Regions from separate parts of the Triticum aestivum genome. Here region 1 is linked to region 2. A link is a contact called in public Hi-C data. All regions are on one chromosome and are shown on one strand. Each heading gives the region's core, a stretch centred on a gene start, on an enhancer-like site or on the middle of the called end of the contact. The rest is flanking DNA. Distances are from core to core; before and after follow the strand shown. Region 1 holds the start of LOC123122115 (cilia- and flagella-associated protein 20). Region 2 holds the start of LOC123122114 (cysteine-rich and transmembrane domain-containing protein WIH2).

Region 1 (4,690 bases), core at 273-2,772, 300 kb after region 2:
TTAGCCCGATAGTGTGGGAGATGCTACAGTTTGTCACCAAGACCCTTCAAATTTTATTTTTACGCAATTTGTTGATGATGTAAGGGCATCTTCAATGCGGACCCTCAACTGCTCGCAACCGTCCGGACCACGCGGTGTGGACGTGTTTTGTCATCCAATACAGACCTTTATCGGTTCTCCGACTGGTCCAGACATGCTTTTTCCTGCAAATTGGAAGCAAACCGGGGGGGCGGGGGGCTTTGCGGGAGTCCGGACCGCCGCCACATATGACTCTGGCAACCCCGGCCCACTGAAATCCCTCTCCCGGTCCCATTCTCTTCCACTCTGTCCCTGCTATCCTTTCTTTGCATCCGCGCCCTCCTCCTCTGACACCGCCGCTGAACCTCTCCGGTCGCCACCCAGGCATTGTCAAACGTCCGCAACCACCACCCACGCGCCTGCTCGCCTTGTACTACGGCATCGTCCAACCAGGATCCATCCGAAGCCACGTACCCTCCGCCTCCCTGTCGACGACATCCATGGTGGACACCATGCCCGTCAGATGTTTGGTCAAATGTCATTGAGCTTATTTTCGAACTTCATGCCGTTTTTTAGAGAAAGAAGGATGGTCGGGGTACTCGACCATAAAGGATGAGTTGTTGCGCGATGCGTGATTGGCCGTATCTACGGACTTCATAGGCAGGAGCAGAAGGTGGCTCGTTTGGCAGCACGTACATGGTTCATTTCATGTGCGAAAGCACATTACGCCCTACGACACGGACATCATCCATGAATGCAATGTGAACTCGTTAGTATATCGATGGTACAGCATCTAGAACTCCGTCACGAAGCTTTGTGGCACGGTTTATTGGTTGGAGGCAATGTGGCCATTGCACGTGGCAACCATTGAGATCGTATGTTTTGCTTCTTCTTGCTCAACTTGTTGATTGATTGACTCATTCATTCACTCAATGTTGCTCTATTGTGTAGTATGTACACGATGCCGTGATGTACCACAAGGCAGAGGGCGGACCATTCACGCACACACCGTTGGATGAAGTTCAAGAGGCCGTATGTGTGGGACAACATGACTTGTTGAACATCAGATTAATCTCGTTGAATTTGAATTATTGTTGTACTAGACTTATTTACATGCTACACATGGATGATTTGTGCTATTTTTTATCCGAACTTTAATGAATTGCGTCATGTTTGATGAAATTCGTCCAGTTAATTGAAACCTGGTTTGAAATGTATGCGGATAGCTTTGGATCACCCGCTCTCGTATCCGTATCCGCGGACTGGTCACCCTGTCTGCGGACAGATGCGGTCGCTGGTCAGCGTTGGAGATGCCCCGACTATTCTACACAATGAATAAAGCTGCCATGAAGGCTTTCCCTCAAGAAAAAAAAAATCACTCGTGTTTATGTTTGAGAAGAGGGGGAGAATTGTGAGAATGTGGGAATCAGAAGGGCCGCTTCCTAAAAGTTCCAGGACGCGGTGGGCCCTGTTCCCAGTCCAAGTGTCCAACCAGCTCCTCGCACGGTTTCTCTCCCTGTGTCGAAGCGTCGCGGCTCTTCCTCCCGTGCGACAAGCGCCAAACGGGTAGGGTTTCACCTCGTCGTCTCCAATCCCGGCCGCCGCCGCCGTAGCCTTCCACCTCCCGCCTCCGCTCCGATTCCGCCTCCGTTCCCGCCGCACACCCGCCCCACCCGCGTCATCTGCCGCCCACCGTTGCCGCCAGCCACGTCTGCCGAGCTCCTTCGCCAGCAGGTCGCCGCTGCCGGACCCGTCCACCCCGTCTCGCCGCCGCCGGACCCGTCCACCCCGGTCCCCCGTCTCGGCGCCGTCCAGCCCGTCCTCGGCCTCCAGCTCGCCTCCGCTCAGGTAGACCTCTGTCTCCAATCGTTGATTATATTGGTCAATTGGAAATAGGCAATGCGTGTGAGACACTAACCTGTCTGTCTGTCTGCCATGTTAATTCAACAAATTGACGAGTGCCCCGTGATCAACAAAATCAAAATCATGTGTTAACCTGTTATAAAACTGATGATATCCACCAGCTGTTATACATCTTCATCCCGTAACCGATGATACAGGCACGAAAGGCTTGCTCATTTGTTGTGCTATTTTGTGCAGTTTAGCTGGACTCACAAGCTTGGAAAAAGAATGTTTAAGAATACATTCCAGTCCGGGTTTCTATCGATTCTCTACAGCCTTGGGTATGTAGCATGGTGGCCTTGTATTGGTCTCACTGTCACAATGTTTTCTTTCCTTTAGTCTGGATACCTCATGTCTTGTGTTTTCCCCTGTGTTATTTGATCAGGACCAAGCCGTTGCAGATATGGGACAAGGAAGGTGAGTCAGTAATGCTTGGGGTTCTCTAAATTTCAGTTTCTACTATTCCTATGCTGCTGTAGATGCTTCTTCCCTGGTCACATAAAGCATTATCTGCTTCTGATAGCAAAGGCAGGTCTGGTATAGTTAACTCTGCAAGCTGTTACCCTTTTGATGAATACCTTGTATTGTGTTTAGGGTGGAATGTTCTGCACTTCTGCTTCTCTGCATGCTAAGAACCTACTCCCTCCGTTCCTAAATACTTGTCTTTCTAGGCATTTCAACAAGTGACTACATACGGAGTAAAATGAGTGGATCTACACTTTAAAATATGTCTACATACATCCGTATGTGATAGTCATTTGAAATGCCTAGAAAGACAAGTATTTAGGAACGGAGGGAGTATTTGAGACCTGAGCCTAATTTTACTATGGTAATGATTTGGGAGTAGCTATGCATAACCTAATAATAGTTTATATCGGGCAGTTCAGGACAGTGGGGTCACTTTTGAGTATGTGTGTACATGTGCTTCAGGCTGTTACTTAGCTTGTTCTGCACGAAAGTCAGGTTCAGTTACTTAATACCTTGTCTGCTTCGCAGTTGTTGATGGGCACATTAAAAGACCTCAGGATGAAGATATCAAGTCTAATGTACTTGAAATTGTTGGAACAAATGTGCAATCAACCTACATCACCTGCCCAGCTGACCCTGCTGCCACTCTTGGAATTAAGCTTCCATTTCTTGCCCTTGTTGTGAAGAATCTTAAAAAATACTTCACATTTGAGGTCCAAGTTTTGGATGACAAGAATGTCCGCCGACGATTCCGAGCATCAAATTTTCAAGTCTGTAAGAGCTATGGTTCCATAATCGTTTCTGTAGAAGTAAACTCTGTGCGGTGCTTAACTGCTTATTGCTTATCTATTAGATTCGAAAGTGTTCCTTCACTGTGCCTTTCTTCATGTTCTTTTGATTTGTATTTGTTAATTTAATCGTTATCAAATGCATTTTACTGTTAAATCCATCGGTTGAGCTTTCACTGTATTAGTATTAATAACTGCTACTTACAATATATCTACTATTAGATTTGAAAGTGTTCCTTCACTGTGCCTCTCCTCATGTTCTTTTGATTTGTATCTGTTACTTTAAGCGTTATCAAGTGCATTTTACTGTTAAATCCATTGGTTGAGCTTTCACTGTATTGGTATTAATAACTGCTACCTACAATATTCTAGTGTATACCTTGAAGTAGTACTATTTCTGTTAACTTTGCAAACTAGATTATTTCTTTGAGCAATGCCAGTATGGCATCAACCCGTGCAGAAGTTTATTTGAATTTTGCCCTTGGAAACAAGAAAAGATAATTTACGCTCCCAACATGAACTCGCCAGCTTCATACTCAGATAAACCTCATGTCATTATATATCTGTTAATGCTAATCTGCAATTGCCCCTTTCTGGGCGGGTTGGCACAGATTGCCCATGAACGTGGTGTGTATATGCGGTTTTGTTAATTTAACTTCTGTGTATGATACGGTTGTGACAATTATGCATTGTGATGTGCTTGATTCGTGCTAGAAAGTGTGGTGTTTGATGTGGTTTCTTTAACAATGTAGATTTATGTCTTCCAGTCTGGCCTGATTTTTTGCAAAGTTTATTTAAATTTGAAATGCATAGGTCACGGGTGTACGTTTTGTTCATGCAACCACCGTGTACTAACTTGTAGTGACATGCACTCTTTGTGCAGTCCGTCACAAGGGTGAAGCCATATATCTGCACGATGCCGTTGAAGCTTGATGATGGCTGGAACAACATCCAGTTGAATCTCACTGACCTGACAAAGAGAGCCTATGGCACAAACTACGTCGAGACACTGCGAGTGCAAGTCCACGCAAACTGCCGGCTCCGCAGGGTCTATTTCTCCGACCGCCTCTACTCGGAAGAGGAGCTGCCGGCCGAGTTCAAGCTCTACCTTCCAATTCAGGTGAGTACTGCGCAATGTCTGCACCCTTCTGTTATAGAACACCACTACTTGCTCACACAATCGTTCCTTTTACATGAACTTCAGAAATCATAGAGCTCAGACCAAGATGGATGGTTGGGAGTCATGACCTCCCCAGGAGCCCAGGCGACATCGATGCATGTCACCTCGACGCCTGTCAACGTGTAACTATGCGTAAAGTATCAGAATGCTTAATGGATGTATCTGGATGTACGCTAATTGTTGTATGGATGACCTGTGTAGAACTGTTGCTAATTGAACCCCCCTCCACTGCTGTAGCTGCCGGTCCAAATGCATCGTTAATATAGCATGCCCAAAGTGGCCACCCTCAGTTCATTGCACCTACGAGGACGCCATGATCATGTTGATTCGTACC
Region 2 (4,246 bases), core at 162-2,661:
AGGGTAGGTAGTGTCACTGTTTGGTAGGACGAGGATTCCAGAACCGACAGATTTTGTTTTCGAAAAAGGACCCAGATTTATTTTAGAGGTCACGAACGACCACTACCATCGTCAGAAAGAGCCGGCGACGCGCAACTATCTCTACTCCCCTACCAGAGTCAGCTTGACCTTGTCGATGGTCACACAAGAAGTATTCGTGCACGTGCCCGTAAAGACCAGCACCCCAGGGCTGCAATCGTTCACCATTAAACCCTTGAATCGATCTAAAGCACTTGACACTAAATCTCGTCATCAGTCACGCACAGCGAGAAACCCTAACCTCACTGTCCAAAGGAGACAACATGAATCTATGCCGGAGCTCCGCCGACTTAGTCATGACGGCGAGCTCGAGGAGGACTGGTGCTCGGAAGACCAACTCGAAGATGAATCGCCACAATCTGCTGAACACTGCTCCTTCGTGAGAAAGAACCCTAACCTAAACTACCGGCCAGAGCTGATGCACCGGGATCCCCTTCTCTGCCAATTGCCTGAGTGGCTAAATTACTAGCGCCTCAGTGGCTAAACTACTAGCCAGAGTGGCAAGTAGAGTGAAGGTGTATTCACGGGTTCGCTACTGAAGCTTGAAGGGGTTGAGTGCCTTGGACGCTGCAGTCGTGAGAGGGGAAGAGAAACCCTCACCATGGGAGTCTCATGTGCATACTTTCGTTTGGTCGAGAACCAACCTTTTTAGTAGAAAATGAGAAATGACCAACCAGCCAAGAATTCAACTCTATGTTTTGGTGTCATATATGTGTCATTAAAGTGGGTTATCATTTCTTTACCAAGGATTTAAGCTTTAATTCTGGTCTCATGTGATAAAAGGCCAAGCAGTACTTTTTTTTGCAAGGAAAACCCTCAGGCTCATTTATTCATTCCCAATGAAAGTTCATCGTTTATAAGAGCATTCAAAAGGAAGATAGAGGCTTCATCGACCCACATACAAGGTTCAGAAAAGGCCAAGTAGTACTTTTAATAAAAATGACACGGGCAATATTTTTGAACGAAAACAACACATCATGGCAATAAAAATAGTTTGGATGAAAACGACATCTCATGTGATGGCAAAATGGGAGAATTGAATGAAAATGAAACATTGTGTCATGGGAAAGTGAAAAATGACACGGGCAATATTAGTTTGAAAAAAAACGACATGTCATGTGATGGTAAAAACAATAGTTTTGATTAAACCGACATCTGAAGTGATGGCAAAAGGGGGAAAAATTAATTTAAATCAAAAATAAAAATCGCTAGAAGGAGGGCTCGAACCTCCGACCTTGTGGTTAACAGCCACACGCTCTAGCCAACTGAGCTATTCCAGCTTTGTTGGTTAGTTGCAGTGGTAAACCTTATATAGCAGTAGAGCCCACGGGAAGCGGAAGGAAGTCGCTGGGCCGCGGCGAGAACCCCGTGCGGTTTGCTTCTCGTCTCGTCTTTCCTCCGTCCCGGCGTCAACCAAACGACCCGCCCGCCCGCCGTAGATCACGAGGAGAAAGGGATCGGCTCCGCCGCCGACGCCGAGAGAGGATGAGCTACCAGCAGGTCCCTCCGCAGGAGTCCTACCCGCCGCCAGGCAAGTCCCCGCCCCGCCCCCCGTTCATCTCTCGCGAACTCCCCCCAAACCCTCCCCAAATCGGCGCCGACGCGTCACTTTCCCCGATCGATTGGGGAGCGTGTGTTGCTGGGTAGGGCCTGCCATGGTCTGATCTGCGTTTTTGTTCCGCGCGGCCTGCAGGGTATTCGCCGGTGTACCCGCCGCCGGCCGGCGGGCAGCAGGGCCCGTACTACCCGCCGCAGCAGCAGCAGCCGCCGCCGCCTCCGGGGTACCAGGGATACTTCAGCCAGGGCCAGCCACAGCAGCCACCGCCCTACTACTACCCGCCCCCGCCGCCGCACAGTGGCCATCACCACCACGGCCACCACCACCATGACCACCACGCCGAGGACCACCACCACCACCATGGTCATCATCACCACCACCACCACAACGACGATGACTGCTGCCTTGGCTTCCTCAAAGGATGGTAATGTTAATTCAGGCCTTCTCTCAATATGTATTATGAGTTTTGGGCATGTGATTCGGATGTGTTGCTGGCTGTGGTTAAATTCTTGTTTATACTGCACCAGTAATGTAGTTTTTCTCTATGACGAACTTGGAACTCATTGTTGAGAATTGAGATCATGGGGTCATGCTTAGTTTTTCTTGAGCTAGCTCTTTGGTGTCTTTTTGAGAGGGGCTTGGTTGGTTCTTTATGAAATCGTTTGCATATTCGAAACTAAAGTATGTCTGAATCGCGAATACATCATCCAGAGATTAATTTTCCTGTGCTGGCTGAATTTGTGTAATAAATAGATAATTCAGTAGTTGTTGCCTAAACAAAAACTTCACAATGAGAAGTCTTGTATCTACTAGCACCTAAGAAACAAAGCATTGTGTAGAAGCGATATTATACAGAATCACAGATATATGCTGGTGTGCATTTGCCTCCATATTGAAACATTTAGTAACACACAACTTCGAGATGATGCCACGCTGTAGCAGGAGCCCATAAAGTTTTTGTTGACCATGTGATATTTGATTTATCAATATCGTTAAATCCATTGTTTATCATGGTTAGTTGACATATTGTTTGCACATCTTTGGAACACTGCATTTATGCACTCTAAATCGACATCTAAAAGAGAATGGAGGTAGGATACGTCTGCTAGACTGGTGCACACTGTTGCCTGATGCAGAGTTGCAGATAGTCATTGACCTTAGACAGCGGCTATCTGGAATAACCAATAGATGCTCATGTTCATCAATGCTTTGTGTCCACCCAAAATACATCCCTTTAGAAGTGCGTATAATTAACTTGTTTGAATGTACTACCTGTTGGCTGAACCCAAAAGGAAAAAAAAACAGTCAGTGTGTTATGCAAGCACCTGTTGGATGACTGATAGCTGCACACGTCATTTTGGGCACCAAGCCTTGAACCTGTGGACTAGCGAAGAGTTTTCATTTCATGCGAAATAATACTATACATTTAATCAGTCTTTAAATTATTAAGTAGATGTAAGGTAATCACTGAGGGCGGGCTTGGCGCAGTGGTGAAATCCTCCCCACTTGTACCAAGAAGTCCTGGGTTCAAACCAGCCTCTCTGCATTGCACTTTGCAGGGGTAAGACTAGGTTCCTATAACCCTTCCCTTTGGGAGCTTCTATGCACTGGGTCTGTCCTTTTTTATGTAATGTAATCCGTAGCTGAAAGTCTACATGCCTTAATCAATGTATTTTCGGGGTTTTAGACTTACACCATACCGGAGTGTCAATTCATACTACACAGGATAATGTCTTGGTACAGATTTCTTGTTTGACAAAGATGTGTATAGATGCTTAACTCAATGGCTGAAGCATTTTATTGCACAAGACCCCCGGTATTTCCATTCTATTTTCCTGTTTTCATCGCATTAACCTTGCGTTTCCTTTTGCAGGTTGGCCGCTCTATGCTGCTGCTGCTGTCTGGAGGAGTGCTGCTGCTGTTTCTGGTAATGTGCGTGCTTGGAAGCTACTCGTGTCTTGCATGTTCGACATTGGGCATGCCGCAGTATCCAGTGAATCTTCTGGCTTGTTATTATGTGTAGCTATATGAACTTAGTCTGTTACCTGTGTCAAATAAACTGTGTTTACATTGTTTGCTGAACTGCTTGGGCCATGGATGAACGGTGTTGTGCAAAGTGTACATGATCCAGACTTGACTGTATTTTATTGGTTGATTGTGGAAACTTGGTGCTGAAATGCTCGTAGATGCAGATCTGAAAGTTTGTACTTTGGCACAGTAACTGATAGGTCATGCTGTTAATTGATCGAAAAATATGAGTGTTCTAAATAACTGGTATAGAAATATTGGCGAATTAGAACTCTCCCGTGACATATTCAAAAGTAGGGTTGGAATCCTAAAATCAAACAAGTAGCTGCTGCCACAACTGACTACTCTGTGCCAGGGCTCTAGTGTTTTTACCTGAAGACCACGGGTTCTTTTTATACCATGATACCCACTCCTATGAGGCAAAATTGACAAATTTGATCTATGGACGAAATCAAATCACAGAATGAACTGCCCGTAAAACTATTTCACACGGCTGACCTTTTTGTGTGACGCCCGACACGAAGGCGCCACACTACACTGTGCAACGCCTCACAGATAGGCGCTATACGCCTGCCAGCGTCG

The links. Hi-C and Micro-C count contacts between places; a contact is called where the count stands out from the background.
Region 1: a Hi-C map of leaf shows a contact between it and region 2, with 3 times the contacts expected there. The contact joins the promoter of LOC123122115 here to the promoter of LOC123122114 in region 2. A contact is called at or near these places in 2 of 5 Hi-C or Micro-C datasets (both in leaf).

Annotation. Positions count from the first base shown.
Region 1 is chr5D:400,102,812-400,107,501 of IWGSC CS RefSeq v2.1, forward strand. It overlaps LOC123122115 (cilia- and flagella-associated protein 20), which reads left to right and starts at 1,523. Exons shown (of 6, transcript XM_044542259.1): 1 at 1,523-1,866; 2 at 2,119-2,201; 3 at 2,306-2,337; 4 at 2,917-3,158; 5 at 4,060-4,296; 6 at 4,381-4,592. The coding sequence starts at 2,149. The coding sequence ends at 4,389.
Region 2 is chr5D:399,800,705-399,804,950 of IWGSC CS RefSeq v2.1, forward strand. LOC123122114 (cysteine-rich and transmembrane domain-containing protein WIH2) reads left to right here and starts at 1,412. Exons shown (of 3, transcript XM_044542258.1): 1 at 1,412-1,609; 2 at 1,772-2,060; 3 at 3,510-3,821. The coding sequence starts at 1,564. The coding sequence ends at 3,567. TRNAN-GUU (transfer RNA asparagine (anticodon GUU)) reads right to left here and starts at 1,358; the gene lies at 1,285-1,358.